Regions from separate parts of the Sus scrofa genome. Here region 2 is linked to region 1. The links are chromatin contacts, called in public Hi-C maps. All regions are on one chromosome and are shown on one strand. Each heading gives the region's core, a stretch centred on a gene start, on an enhancer-like site or on the middle of the called end of the contact. The rest is flanking DNA. Distances are from core to core; before and after follow the strand shown. Region 1 overlaps LOC100737060 (chondroitin sulfate proteoglycan 4-like). Region 2 overlaps LOC100737060 (chondroitin sulfate proteoglycan 4-like).

Region 1 (6,858 bases), core at 2,217-4,716:
TCAGGTAAGGACTACGCTGCTTTATGTGGTAGCCCCCACCACACATGGCTATTTAAACTAAATTTAGTTTGGAGTTCCCACTGTGGCTCAGCAGAAACTAATCTGACATCCATGAGGATGCAGGTTGGATCCCTGGCCCTGCTCAATGGGTTAACGATCCAGAATTGCCGTGAGCTATGGTGTAGGTCGCAGATGTGGCTTGGATCTGGTGTTGCTGTGGCTGTGCTATAGGCCAGCTGCTATAGCTCCAATTGAACCTCTAGCCTGGGAACCTCCATATGCCATGGGTGCATCCCTAAAAAAATAATAATAATAACAACAAATAAAAGTAAATTTAGTTTATAAAATTAAAAAATCAGCTTCTTTATTGCAACTGCTACATCTCAAGTGCTCAGTAGTCACACGGTCAGTGGGTACCATATTCTACAATGCAGATATAGAATATCTCCATCATCATAGAAAGCTCTAGTGGGCAGTACTGATCTAGAGACACTGAGTTTGAGATGCTTTAGAGACATCCAGGAGGAGCTGTCACATCAGCAGTTTATTATGTTCTGGAGCTCAGCAGAGAATTCTAGCTGGAAACCTATATGCCAACCACACATTTGATCAAAAGCTCATTGAGAACTTAATATGCTTTTTTCACTACTGGGTCTCTGATACCTAGGCTAGTATCTGCCACAAAGTCTCGTAGAGCTTACCCTCTGGCAAGGATGGAATAGATAATAAATATAGACTATTTCAGATGGTAATGTGCTACAAAAAAATTAAGGAAGGTGATAAGGGGTATGAGGTTATTTTCGTTTTGGTGGTCAGGGGAGATCTCTCTGATGAGGTGGCATTTGACAAAACTGGAAGATGTGAGATGCACTTAAGGCAGAAGGAGGTAGTGTGCCAGTTGTGGGTATTCGAAGCCTTGGGCATGAGTGAGGTGTCCTAGGAGACAGCATGGAGGGAGAGGTGAGCCCGTGCACTTACCTGTTGAGTAAGAAAGGCCAATCCTGCAGAGGAGACAGAAGAGGCAGGAGGAAAACCAGGAGAAGCTTAGGTCATGGAAGCTGAGGAAGGAGAACGTGCTGAGAGGGGAGATGTGGCCACATCTCTGATGAGCTGAGGCTCAAAGGACACAGAGCCACTGGTAACCGTGGTATAGCTGCTTTGTGGGAGATGTAAGAGTGTGTGTGTGTGTGTGTGTGCGTGCTTGCATACCTGTGTGCATGATTTCAGATTGGAGTGGGTTGAGGAGCATGTAGTAGGTGAGGAAATCCAGGCCCGAGTCTGTAAGAGGCAGAGAAATGACAATAGGGAAGGGAACTGTTGGGGATGAGCACAGGGTCCCGATCAGTTACCAGCTCTTCACCTTCTGCTACTCCATGCAGCATCTATTCAAGTTGGAACATCAGCCAGTAAAACAGGGGAGAGAAAGTTCTAGTTTCCTCTAGGTTACTTCTCTGAGTCAGAAAACAAAAGCAGTAAAGGTAAATGTGGAAATTTTACCCAGAGGGCAGAGGAAGCAAGGACTAGGGGTCAGCTGAGATGCTGGACATTTATTGATTTGTTTACTCTTTTATTCAACAAACCACCAGCAGAGAGTATTGAACTGCACCCTTAGAATGAGCAACAGTCATAATAATACTTAACAATAATAACACTTAACAATAATACTGAGCATTGGAGTTCCCATCATGGCTCATTGATTAATGAATCCGACTAGAAACCATGAGGTTGCGGGTTCGATCCCTGGACTCGCTCAGTGGGTTAAGGATCTGGCATTGCCGTGAGCTGTGGTGTAGGTTGCAGACATGGCTTGGATCCCAAGTTGCTGTGGCTGTGGCATAGGCCAGCGGCTACAGCTCTGATTAGACCCCTAGCCTGGGAACCTCCGTATGCTGTGGGTGCGGCCCTAGAAAAGACAAAAAAAAAAAAATAATAATAATAATAATACTGAGCATTGCCATGTGCCAGGCTCTGTTCTAAACACTGTACACATGTAACTCATTGAATCCTAACAACCCAGTGAAGTGGATGTTATCATCAACCCATTCTACAGGTGAGAAGAATTAGGTGCAGAGTGATTAAGCAAGGTCCAACACCAGGTAAGTGGTGAAGCCGGGACTCAAATCCCACTGATAACAGGGTCCTGCAAGGAGGCATCAAAGGACAAGTATTACCCACTCACTTGCTCAGAAAGCACTTACAAAGCACTTACTGTTGCTAAGTGCTGGGGGGACAAGGATGAACTGAACCCAGTCCCTGCCCTCCTGAGCCTAACAGTATGGTTAGGGGAAAGTGGTGCTTAAATAGACACTAAAATACAGTATGACAAATTGTGGGGATGTAACCCAGCTCTTGGATATCAGGGAAGGTTTTTCCAGGGAAAAGATGGAGAATAAACAGAATTCTCAAGGAGGTGTGTGGTTGGCTTACCAGTGGGGATAAAGGGAAAGGAATAAAAGCCCCCATCCACAGGCTGACAAAGCAACACAGCTGCAGCTGGAGAGGGAAGCATGGTGGGAAAAGTCCAGAACCCAACCGTTCTTTAATAAGATTAGACATTGGAAGTTCCAACCCAGCTAGTAGCTCAAAGGCCACCGAGGGTGACAGGAAGCCTGGTTTATAGGCAAAGATTTTCTCTTTAACTGATTCCAGACAGGCATCTGAGCCTCTTCCCAACTAGGCCTTAGCCTTGGCCTAAAAGACTTGGACAGACACACGTGATTTCTAACATCTTAGGGCCATACCTGCAGGTGACCCTCACTGCCGTTAAAGAGCCTATTTGAGAAAACTCAAGAATTTACTGTTTGTTCCAGCCAGCACATGAAGATAGGCCCCAACCACCCCCTTTTTAGAGCATTTACTAAAAAGGGATTGCAGTTGTGAACTCTTCCTCTGTCTCTTTGAGGTGTACATGTATCCCTCACAACCCAGGAGTGTCTTTCTCAAGGACCTGAAAGCCACCCTGGAAACGTAATTCTCAGGAAGAATAGGGCCTCTGTCTCCCAGTCTTTGCGGGAGGAGAGAATTCTAACTTCGATAACTGGCAGCTAACAGATACTGCTGGTCTAATTGTATTTATACCAACCAAGCATTTGTAGTTTTCACTTCCCTGATTCTACCTAGCGCTCCCCCACCCCACCCCAACACCCTGGTCCATCACCCCCCACTCCTGCTCCTCACCACCTCATTTTCCCCTTAAAACATCTAGTCACCTCTGTACAATCAAAGTTGAGTTCAGTTCACTCATGCTCTCTTTTCCCTATTGCAATAGTATATTACTGATTAAAATTTGTCCTTTCCTCTTTAACTAGTATCCAGCATTGGTGATCTTTGACAATGCTCAGAGCAAAACCAGATGAGGAACCACTGAACTCACTGGAGGCAGAATTATTTCAGCTTGTGTCTGACCACATACAGTGTGAGTATGTGTTCACACACACCCTGAGGCCTGAGGTTCAGAATCCCACGCACACTGGGCATTCACAAAGTTCATTCAACCTCCTTGGCCTGACGTTATACCTCCATGTAGAACAAGAAACCGCTGACTCACTGAAAACAGAGCGCATTTATAAACAGGAAGAGAGTGTGACCACAGACATTCAGTATCTGATAGCAATTGCTGAATGTGGCAAAAAAAAAAAAAAAGTTTGAAGTAAAAATCTATTCCACTAAATTAGAACTCTCTAGCTCATGAAAATACAATCCTACTATTGATAATTTATTAAATATTTAAATGTAGGGAGTTCTTATTTGTTCAGACCAAGCCGGTGAGTCAGGAAGCCTGCAAATATTGATTGACTCCCTTGGAGCATGTGGTTTTCCCTTTTTTCATTTTCCTCCCTCTCCAAGCAGAGCAAAAAGGCTCCCATAGTTCATACAGAAAGAATTTGTTTTCTCCTGAGCTCTGACAGCCTGCACTTCAGGCCAGGGCTCTGTGATACTCCACACTCTCCACTAGGAGGGCCCCCAGAGAAGATGCACAAATATTGGCACTTAAAACCTGCCAAGCAGTGACACCTACACAGCACTGAGGCTGGCGATGCAGTTAAAATGGAGACGTGATGGGAACAAGCACAGGAGAATATGTCAAAGGACTTGTGCTTTTCCTACTCAGAGCAGCACGGGAGCTGCTCATTTTCCCTCTCGTTCATGGGGAGGGTTGCTTTCGAGCAAACTGATCCAAGAAGGTTGAATCCAGTGGCCAAGGAAAGAACCAGGTGATTATCTCCAAAAAGTCTTCTAGGAATTGACACAATGGCCACATTTGTCCTCAGGGCAAGTGTACCCGAGTCATGTTTGGAATCTCTCCACTTCTTGTCTGTGACATCATGTTAGGGATAATAATAGCACAGTACCTGGCACATATGAAATTATAGGGAGTAGCTAAGTGCTCTATGTGCACAGTTTTGCTTAATCTTCACAATTACCACATGGGATAAGTACTGGCAACCCTGTTGGGTAAATCAATAACAACATCTCCAGTGCACCAGTGAGCGGCCACGTCAGGATTCTGGCCCAGGCGTGCTGGTTTCATAGCACAGCCATTTGTCTAATTTATTGCTGAAGTTTTAAAGCAGGATGTGTCCCTTACTCAGACTTAATTAGAAACCCTGATCTTCAAATATTACCTACAAAGAAAACCTTATTTATTGACTCTTCAGCCTCACACAGAGCAGACTGCACTGATTCTCTATTATTTACAAAGAAAATGCTGTGTTGGAATTCTCAAGTAGTAGTGGGATGTCCAAGTGCCTGGACAACCTATTAATATTGGCATTAATAATAATTAACATTTATGGAATATTTATTGTGTTATTATTGGCTCCATTTTACAGATGAGGAGTCTTGAGGCTCAGAAAGGCTAAGCAGGATTTTAGTGCAAGCAGGCTGACGTCAGAGCCCCTGCTCTCATCTGTTATGCTACATGGTGAAAGAGTTATGCCTGGAACACCAGGGTTATATTTATAAAAGGAGCAGGTGGCTACCAGTATTTCATCAAATCCTGAAGAAAAGGCTCCTTGAGCAATGACAATTACCGCAGACTTAGATTGGAGTTGCCAGAAGCAGACCCTGACACAGGTCTCTGCACAAGCGATTATAACCGAAGTGCTCCCACAGCAAGTCCAGTGAGTTGAAACAGCTCAGCGGTTAACAAACAACTAGGATCCATGAGGATGTAGGTTCAATCCCTGGCCTCGCTCAGTGGGTTAAGGATCCGGCGTTGCTGTGAGCTGTGGTGTAGGTGGTAGACACAGCTCAGGCCCTGCGTTGCTGTGGTTGTGGTATAGGCCAGCAGCTGCAGCTCTGATTCGATCCCTAGCCAGGAAACTTTGATATGCCTCAGGTGTGGCCCTAAAAAAAAAAAAAAAAAAAAAAAAAGGGTGGGGGGAATAGGACAAGAAGGAAGAGGAAGCCCAGCATCCAGCAAGTGTGCTGTCAGGTGAAGTCCTGAAGAGGGGAGCCTCCTTGGAACTGGAACAGGACTGTTATGGATTATGTGTGTGTGTGGCACTGTGGGGCTATGCCATCTACTTATTATCAGGACTTAGCTCTGGCGAGTCACAGCAAACTTCATCTCCCAGAAACAACATAAAAGTCTCTCTCTTATAAACAAAGCCTAAAGATAAGCAATCTGGGACTGTAGAGTGCTATAGCAAGGGCTGGCAAACCATGCCTCCACCAGCGCTGGACTATTGCCTGTGCTTATATAGCCCATGCACTAAGAATTGCTTTTATATTTTTAAATGGTTGACAAAACCACTTAATAAGAAAAGTATACTGAAGAGAGTTCCCGTCATGGTTCAGTGGAAATGAATCTGACTAGCATCCACGAGGACGCAGGTTTGATCCCTGGCCTCGCTCAGTGGGTTTAGGACCCAGTGTTGCCGTGAGCTGTGGTGCAGGTCGTAGATGCAGCTCTGATACTGCGTTGCTGTGGCTGTGGTGCAGGCCAGTGGCTACAGCTCCGATTCGACCCCCTGGCCTGGGAACCTCCATATGTCGAGGGTGTGGCCCTAAAAAGACAAAAAAAAAGTATGCTGGAGTTCTCTTGTGGCACAATGGGTTAAGGATCTGGCGGTGTCACTGCAATGGCTTGGTTCACTGCTGCAGCATGGGTTCAGTTCTTGGCCCAGGAACTTCCACATGCCATGGGTGTGGCCTTCCTCCCCCCAAAAAAGAGTAAACTATTTTGTGACATGAAAATTATGATTCAATTTCAGTGCCTATAAATAAAGTTTTATTGGAACTTATATTGCCACATATTGGATCTCATTCATTGCATATTATCTATGGCCATTTTCACTCTGTTCGATAAATATGGCCATAAGGACTACTTGTGACAGAGACCGTAGGTGTACAAAGCTGAAAATATTTACTATCTGTCCCTGTTCAGAAAACAAAACAAAACACTACAACATCAAGGAATTAGGATTCTTCTATTTTGTTGCTCTGCCATCCTCAACATATGTTATCACTGCATGGCCTGAGATGGCTGCTAAAGCTCCAACCACTGTGTCTGCTTTCCAGGCAAAAAAGAACAAAAGAGAGTTCATTTTCTCCCTTTAAGAAAACTTCTTGGAATCACACTCTTCATTTCTGCTTTATCTGGCTGGAAGTTAGTCTCCTCACTATACCTAGCTATAAAACATTATTCCAATAGGCTATGAAAAAAAAATAGTATTTCATTATAGAGGAAAATATGTATCAGGAGACAATTGGCAATTATACCTCATGTGGTTACGACATTTTGAAACAAGGGATTTTGAAAGAGTAGTATATAATTATATAAGGTACAAAGAACCCCAAATTGCTCTAACTTTATACATTTAAATAATTCTTGTTTCCATTCCAATGTTCATT
Region 2 (6,858 bases), core at 3,021-5,520, 100 kb before region 1:
GACCTGGGAAGTAGGAGGAAATGTATATATTGTAAATGAAGAGGTTGTTACTATTATCATTTTTCACTGCCGATACTTCATTTGATATGAGTTACATTAGTAATATGATGAAGCAGGGTATAAAAATGTAGAGTAACTTAACAAGTACAAAAAGGATTCCTAAAACAGCATAGGAGAGGATATTAGTTTATTTCCTTGGCTCTTTAGTTTTCTTGAAATCGATGGATTAGCATTGGTTTGGACCAGTGGAATGCCAAGGGCGAGACTTCACACCAGCAGCTGCCTGGTTTCCTGAGGCTCCTACATGGAAGCTCCCAGCAGCCCAGCCCTGCTGAACAGAGTTAGGAGAGTGAGTAATACTGTACAGGATGGGTAAACTGTGATTTATGACAACTGGCCACAAATGCAGGCTATTCTGAACCCACCCTCAAAACTGCAAACAAGTTTGCTTGCTTGCTAAATGCAGTCGAAGACATCAAGTAGAAATCAACTCAAATAAGAAACAGTTGACTGCATAATGAGTTTTGACTAAGAATATGCGACCCACCAGATTTTCTCAGTTCTTTTACAGGATCTTAGTATTTAAGTTTCACCACAAGGGGGCGTATATAGTTCAGTGACTATAAATCAGTAACAGTGACAGCTTTGAGATGGATTTTGCAGATTTAAAAAATGTGTATTGAAAATGCTGAACTAGTTTAAAAATAAACTTTCTTCTAAAGTCTTTCAGTTTTAGTCATTCAGCTGTTACTTATTCCACCATCTTTTATTCCTTCTCTTTATACCATTTTCTTTCTTTCAGCTCAACTTCCTGAGTCCTGGGTTTCTTGCCACTGTGAACAATGCCTTGTTAATACACGATTAGCTATTCAAATGCTTATTTTTCTTTTCAACCAGGGCTAAAATATTGGCATGGTCACCAGGACAAGACCAGCTTAAACTGTGTTATCAACCTGGATTTTGACCTAAGCCATTTGTAGACACTAATAGAAAAAAATTTGGTTCATCAAGGGTCTTAACTCTTGCATATATTAATGCGTTTTTTTCTTTTTGTGTCTTTGTGTTGTGAATATGAACTCAAGGCTGTACACGAAGGTAACTTTCCTTCAGAGGCAACATTCATCGTTAAAGCTCTGCCAAAGCATGGATACCTCCGAAGATCTTTGTCAGAAGAAGGTAGCTTAGGTGCAAATGAAAAGTCCCCTTTGACTTTTACACAACAGGACATTAATGATGGTTATATCCATTATGTACAGACAGCTCCTGACCAACAGCTGGACCGTTTTTTACTGGATGTGGTGAATGGCTTCCAAGCTGTGAGTAGAGTTGAGATCTTGGTGGATATCATTCCTAAGTGGATTCCTTTGGAGGTACAAAATTTTACAGTCCAGGAAGGTGGTTCCAAAGCCCTTCTGGAAGACCACTTCAAAATTCCAAGCAAACATTTCGAGAGACTTGACTGTGAATTTGTTCTACTCAAACCACCAAAACACGGTTATATTGAAAATTCTCATTTTCCAAGAGTAGAGCTAATGAAATTTACCAGGAAACAGGTAATAACTTCAGTTAATATATTTGAGTGTGTTGGTTAAGAGAAGAAAACTTGGCTCTTGATCATTTAGATTCATGGACTTGTGGGAGTGATGGGACTTTAGAAGGTATCTGGTCAAATCTCCTAACACATAGGGAAGCCCTTCCATTGTAACCTCATAGAGAGGTCATCCAGCCATTGCTTAAATATCTTCAGTGATGGAGAACTCACTACTTCCAGAGATGGGCCCTTCTGGTTAAAAACACTTCAATTGATAGAAAGTTCTCTATGCTGAGCTGCCATTTAGAAACTAGGTCCTGGCTTTAGTAGCTCACAGAACAAATTGCTCCCCCTCTGATAAAAGCTCTTTAGGAGTTCCCATCGTGGCACAGTGGTTAACGAATCCAACTAGGAACCATGAGGTTGTGGGTTCAATTCCTGGCCTTGCTCAGCAGGTTAAGGATCCGGCGTTGCCGTGAGCTGTGGTGTAGGTTGCAGACGCGGCTCGGATCCTGCGTTGCTGTGGCTCTGGTATAGGCCGGTGGCTACAGCTCCGATTAGACCCCTAGCCTGGGAACCTCCATATGCTATAGGAAGCGGCCCAAGAAACGGCAAAAAGACAAAAAAAACAAAAGCAAACGAAAAAAAAACCTCTTTAAATATTGAAAGAAAAAAAAATATCAAATTCCCTTAAATTTTAACTTCTTTATGTTAACCAACTCTTGTTTTCCCAACTTTTGCTTATATGTGCGGGTCTCTAGCCCTTGCATGGTCCTGGCTGCTCAATTCTAGAAGAGCTTCACACTGTCTCTCCCTCTCAAAGTATAACACTCACGGAGCTAACACAGCATGCCATCTCTTAATCATAGTTTTCCTCTCAAAGGCTGGACAGACCATCCAAGATCACCACTTGCTCTCGTGTAAGTAGAATTTAAATCTGTTCACCTTGTGACTCTGGGTGAGAGACTGAGCACTAAATTTTGGTTCTGTCTTGGCCAATTCATTATTTTGTTTTGTTTTGTTTTGGGGCCTCACTCGTGGGCATGTGGAGGTTCCTAGGTTAGGGGTCAAATCAGAGCTGCAGCTGCTGACGCCAGAGCCATAAGCAATGCAGGATCCGAGCCACATCTGCAACCTACACCACAGCTCATGGAAACGTCAGATCCTTAACCCATTGAGCAAGGCCAGGGACCGAATCTTCGTCCTCCTGGATGCTAGTCAGATTCGTTAACCGCTGAGCCGCAACGGGAACTCCTTGGCCAATTCATTATGGATTGTGCTTTGTAAGAAGTGTTTTTTTAAGCATGGTTGGTTGAAGTCTGTGTTGAGTTCGTGTGTTCTTGTAGCACCCATGTTATCCTTGTTCACGGTCAAGTTTGTGTTCCTACTCTTTCAGGTGAGCCCTTCCTGTTTTATCTTGCTTTATGACTCCCGAGGTCTCTAGGTTTTGAGACATGATCATTTTCGCTAAGAACCTCACAACTTGTGGTTATAGCCTATAGTGACTCAAAGAAGGAGAGTCCTGACCATTTTTGCCCTTCATTCATTCAGCTATAGTTTTTGAGTGTCCATTATGTGTCTGGTATATTAGTTCTGAGTACTGGGGATAAAGCAGGGAGCTAACCCAGCAATAATCCCTGTCCTTATGGATCTTTTTTTCCTAGTGGGGGAAAGATGGGGGCAGAGAGAGAGAATAAATGAAAGAAGTGAATTTGTAGAGATAAAGTAGTTGAATGAAGATTAGTGGTATGGAGAAAGTAAAGCAGGAAAAGGAGATAGGAAGTGCTGAGAACTTGACGTGTGTGTGTGTGTGTGTGTGTGTGTGTGTGTGTGTGTGTGTGTGTGTTGAAGTTCAGTTTCAAATATGGTGTGGTGGTTGGAGGGAGGGTGTTGAGCAGACCCCTGGAGTAGGTGATGGATGGCGAGCTCAGTGGATATGGAGAAGGAAGCTCATTCAGGCCAAGGGAAGAACAAGCGAACAGCTCTGTGAGGGGAGCAGGAGAAACTCCGTCTGGCTGGAGCTGCTCATATGGGGTGGGGAGGTGGGGGCAGTAGATGAGGTTAGGGAGGTCCAGTTTGGAAGGCTTTTGACTTTACCTTTGCCCCAGAGTGTGATGGGAAGCAATGGGAGAGGGAGGATTCGAGCAGAGAAGGGACCTGACAGTCCCTGCACATGTTCGTGAGAGGACCAAACACTCTTTAATATTTTAAGATTTTCTGCAAGTTTGTCATATACTTTAGATTCAGGTCAGCAGGTGTTTTTCTGGTGTTAGAACTAGGAATGGACAAATCCCCACCAAACCCTCTTGCTTCCTTTAGACTAATACCTACTGGCTGACATTTTAAATGGTACTCTGGGGGAGTACTACTCCATTGAGGAAATGACAGGACGTATTTCTTCTGAAAAGGTGACTTCTATTTAAATGCTCTCTTCCTAAAGCATACTAGATTAAAAATTCTCCTGCTCTGTGATAAATGCCATCTTCCACATTTGCTTTCAAATAGCTTGAAGCAGTGTGTTCTAGGAGCAAGTGGTCAGGCTGATGGTCTGGAGTTCCTCTTCCCATTGAACTCCAAAGAAATTCTCATGCACCTGTGTACAAGTGGCCACAACTTTCTCTTGAGACTGTTCATGAACTTTTCAACTCTTGTCAGAAACACCTCTGAAAGATCAAAAGTCTTTGCTCAAAGGAAATGCGCCACAGGACTGGGCAAAGTTGAACTGTGAAAAATGTTGGCTGTATTTTATCAAAACAAACACAACCCCAGAGGCTTTTTTAGAAGTTCAACTACTTCTCTTGGGCTTTGGAAGTACTCTGCTGTTGTATTTTTGGGTCACAGATTCACTGAAGCCAAGTTCCCTTCTAGCTTTAAAATTCTCCTGGTCTTTCTGATTTTGATCCTGAAAAGCTCGTCAACTTTTCCCTCAGAGCCTTAAAGGCAAGGAAGGCATTCTGATCAAATCTGTGGCTATTGCAAATCCAAGAGGAATAACTGATTCATTGGATGACCATTTTAGAATGAAAATTAGATGAAATTTACCAGGGATAAAAATAAACATTTGCATAGTGGTTATCACATTGAGAGAAATCTTGCTTGATAGACTAAGTTGGATACAATCATTACACTTTGTCCTCGGGAGGTATATAGTAGCTAGTTATGGGTAACATCTGTTAAGACATGCACCAAAAAATGATTGTATTCTGAAGCAGGAGAGGAGGTGGCAAGTGTAACCGTGCATACAAAGAACAGTTAAGGGAAAAATGCAAGCTTAGTTCAGAAAGGACTAGTTTGAGGAAACTTAATTAGTTGCCCTGATCCATATGTCTCCAAAGAGCAGAAATTCATCCAGTGCATGGAAACTTAAGAGCCTAAATCCAACATTCTGAATTGTCCAACAAAATAATCTACAACCTCAAAAATTCACCTCTCTAAAGAAACAAGTAGAGTCTCAATTTTAATGGGTGTTGTTAAAACCCATTGGAATAAAGGGTGGAGCATGTCACTTAACACATTTTAATGTTAGAAATACCTTTTGAATTCAAATTTTCTGGTAACCAGTCCAGCATTTTCTTTACTCCTCCACATTGCTCCATTACTTTGTTCTTCATTAAACTTATTTCTGGCATGCAGCACCGCTTCATAATTTGCACTCTGATTGTCAGAATCAAACTTCCTGAAATGAACACGTGCTTCTGTGTTTTAGAGTGATATTAAAAAATCAAGATTTTGGAGTTCCCGTCGTGGCTCAGTGGTTAATGAATCCGACTAGGAACCATGAGGTTGCAGGTTCGATCCCTGGCCTTGCTCAGTGGGTTAAGGATCCGGCACTGCCGTGAGCTGTGGTGTAGGTTGCAGACACGGCTCGGATCCTGTGTTGCTGTGGCTCTGGTGTAGGCCGGTGGCTATAGCTCCGATGATTCGACCCCTAGCCTGGGAACGTCCATATACTGCTGGAGCAGCCCAAGAAATGGCAAAAAAAAAAAAATCAAGATTTCTTTCATAGCATTTTTTTTCATATTTTAAGATTGCATTTCAGTGATTTGGTCATTTTGATGTTGTTGGTTACAGGTGGAAAATGGATTGATTTCCTATGTTCATGATGATAGTGAGGACCTTCTTGACAGTTTTACCATCTTTGCAAATAGCTCAGAGCTCGGAAAACAGAGTGTGCCCCAAACTCTTTTTGTGACTGTCAAGTCAGTAAATGATGAGGCTCCAGTAATTACAGCTAATAAAATCCTTCAGGTAAGTGCTCCATGCTTTCAGATTTATCCTGCTAACATAGAGCCACCAATTTGATTTTCTTCTGTGTTGTTTCTAATGTTAAATAATAAGATATATGAATATCTTATATATATATTTGTAATATATCTTTGATAAGTATATTTATATTTAATTTGTTTATTTAATGTATATTTATATATAGAATGTTAAATAATAAGATATACAAGTATCTTGTATTTATATAAAATATATATAAAATATATATTATATGATAAAAATATATTTATATATAATATAAAAATATATTTATATAAAATATATATTATATGATAAAATATACATTATATATTAAATTTATATGTTTAATATATGTTTATATCTATTTATATATGTATTATATAATATATAATATATATAATATATATATAGTTGACATATTCCTACTGGTTTTAAATAAATATCAGTTATCACCAAGACATTCTCTTGGTTAGAGCTTGCGCTAGTCTAACCTGGTAATCTTAAATATAATTTTCTAAGTGGCAAAGGCTCTGTACCATCATGGTGCAGGACATCCATGATACTGGCTAGAGGTTGATACAAAAAGAAAGAAGGTCTTCGGTGAGAGTGGTGGCCAGGCAGGTGACAGGGAGGGACAGGAAAAAAGTGAGGAAAACAGCAAGGAAACAAGGAACAGTCAGCCTTTGACCTTAATTTCTAAGACACCCTAGTGTCGACCAAATGACTGTGTAGGCATACCCAGGAGCCCACCAGAGGCTAATCTAAGTGGAAAACTTTACATTGTTAAACATCACTGGAGTTTTTAAAATCCGTTTCTTTTATTGCCTAAAATAATTAAATCTGGGAATAGGCTTCTTACTGCTTTTAATTATATTATAGCATAGTTCATGATTTAGCCCCTACATTTTAAGTGAGAAATTAGTGGTGTTTAGACCTTTGGAACTTGTCAGTTTTCTTTGTAGTTTATTTCACGGTCTTTATCCAGGTGGCCTAGGGATGGTATGATCTAGCTGGTCAACCTTCTGGGCCTCCTCTATTTTCAGTTGCCTTTCTCCCTCTCCCCACGCTTATTCTTACTGTAT

Evidence for each region. A called contact is a pair of places that touch in the nucleus more often than the background predicts.
Region 2: a contact with region 1 is called in a Hi-C map of liver, with 1.8 times the contacts expected there. The contact joins two enhancer-like sites. A contact is called at or near these places in 8 of 47 Hi-C or Micro-C datasets (brain, embryonic fibroblasts, fetal heart ventricle and 3 more).

The regions. Positions count from the first base shown.
Region 1 is chr16:33,987,854-33,994,711 of Sscrofa11.1, reverse strand. It overlaps LOC100737060 (chondroitin sulfate proteoglycan 4-like), which reads left to right. Exons shown (of 13, transcript XR_002339749.1): 12 at 1-4. Among named protein-coding and RNA genes, the nearest start is that of ESM1, 200 kb to the left of the region's middle. Within about 2 kb of position 3,466, at least 33 of the 83 cell types and tissues checked have an H3K27ac peak or open chromatin away from gene starts, as enhancers often do. A contact at or near this core is called in liver, where this site is marked.
Region 2 is chr16:34,089,218-34,096,075 of Sscrofa11.1, reverse strand. LOC100737060 (chondroitin sulfate proteoglycan 4-like) reads left to right here. Exons shown (of 13, transcript XR_002339749.1): 4 at 1,083-1,553; 5 at 5,603-5,779. Among named protein-coding and RNA genes, the nearest start is that of ESM1, 100 kb to the left of the region's middle. Within about 2 kb of position 4,270, at least 6 of the 83 cell types and tissues checked have an H3K27ac peak or open chromatin away from gene starts, as enhancers often do. A contact at or near this core is called in liver, where this site is marked.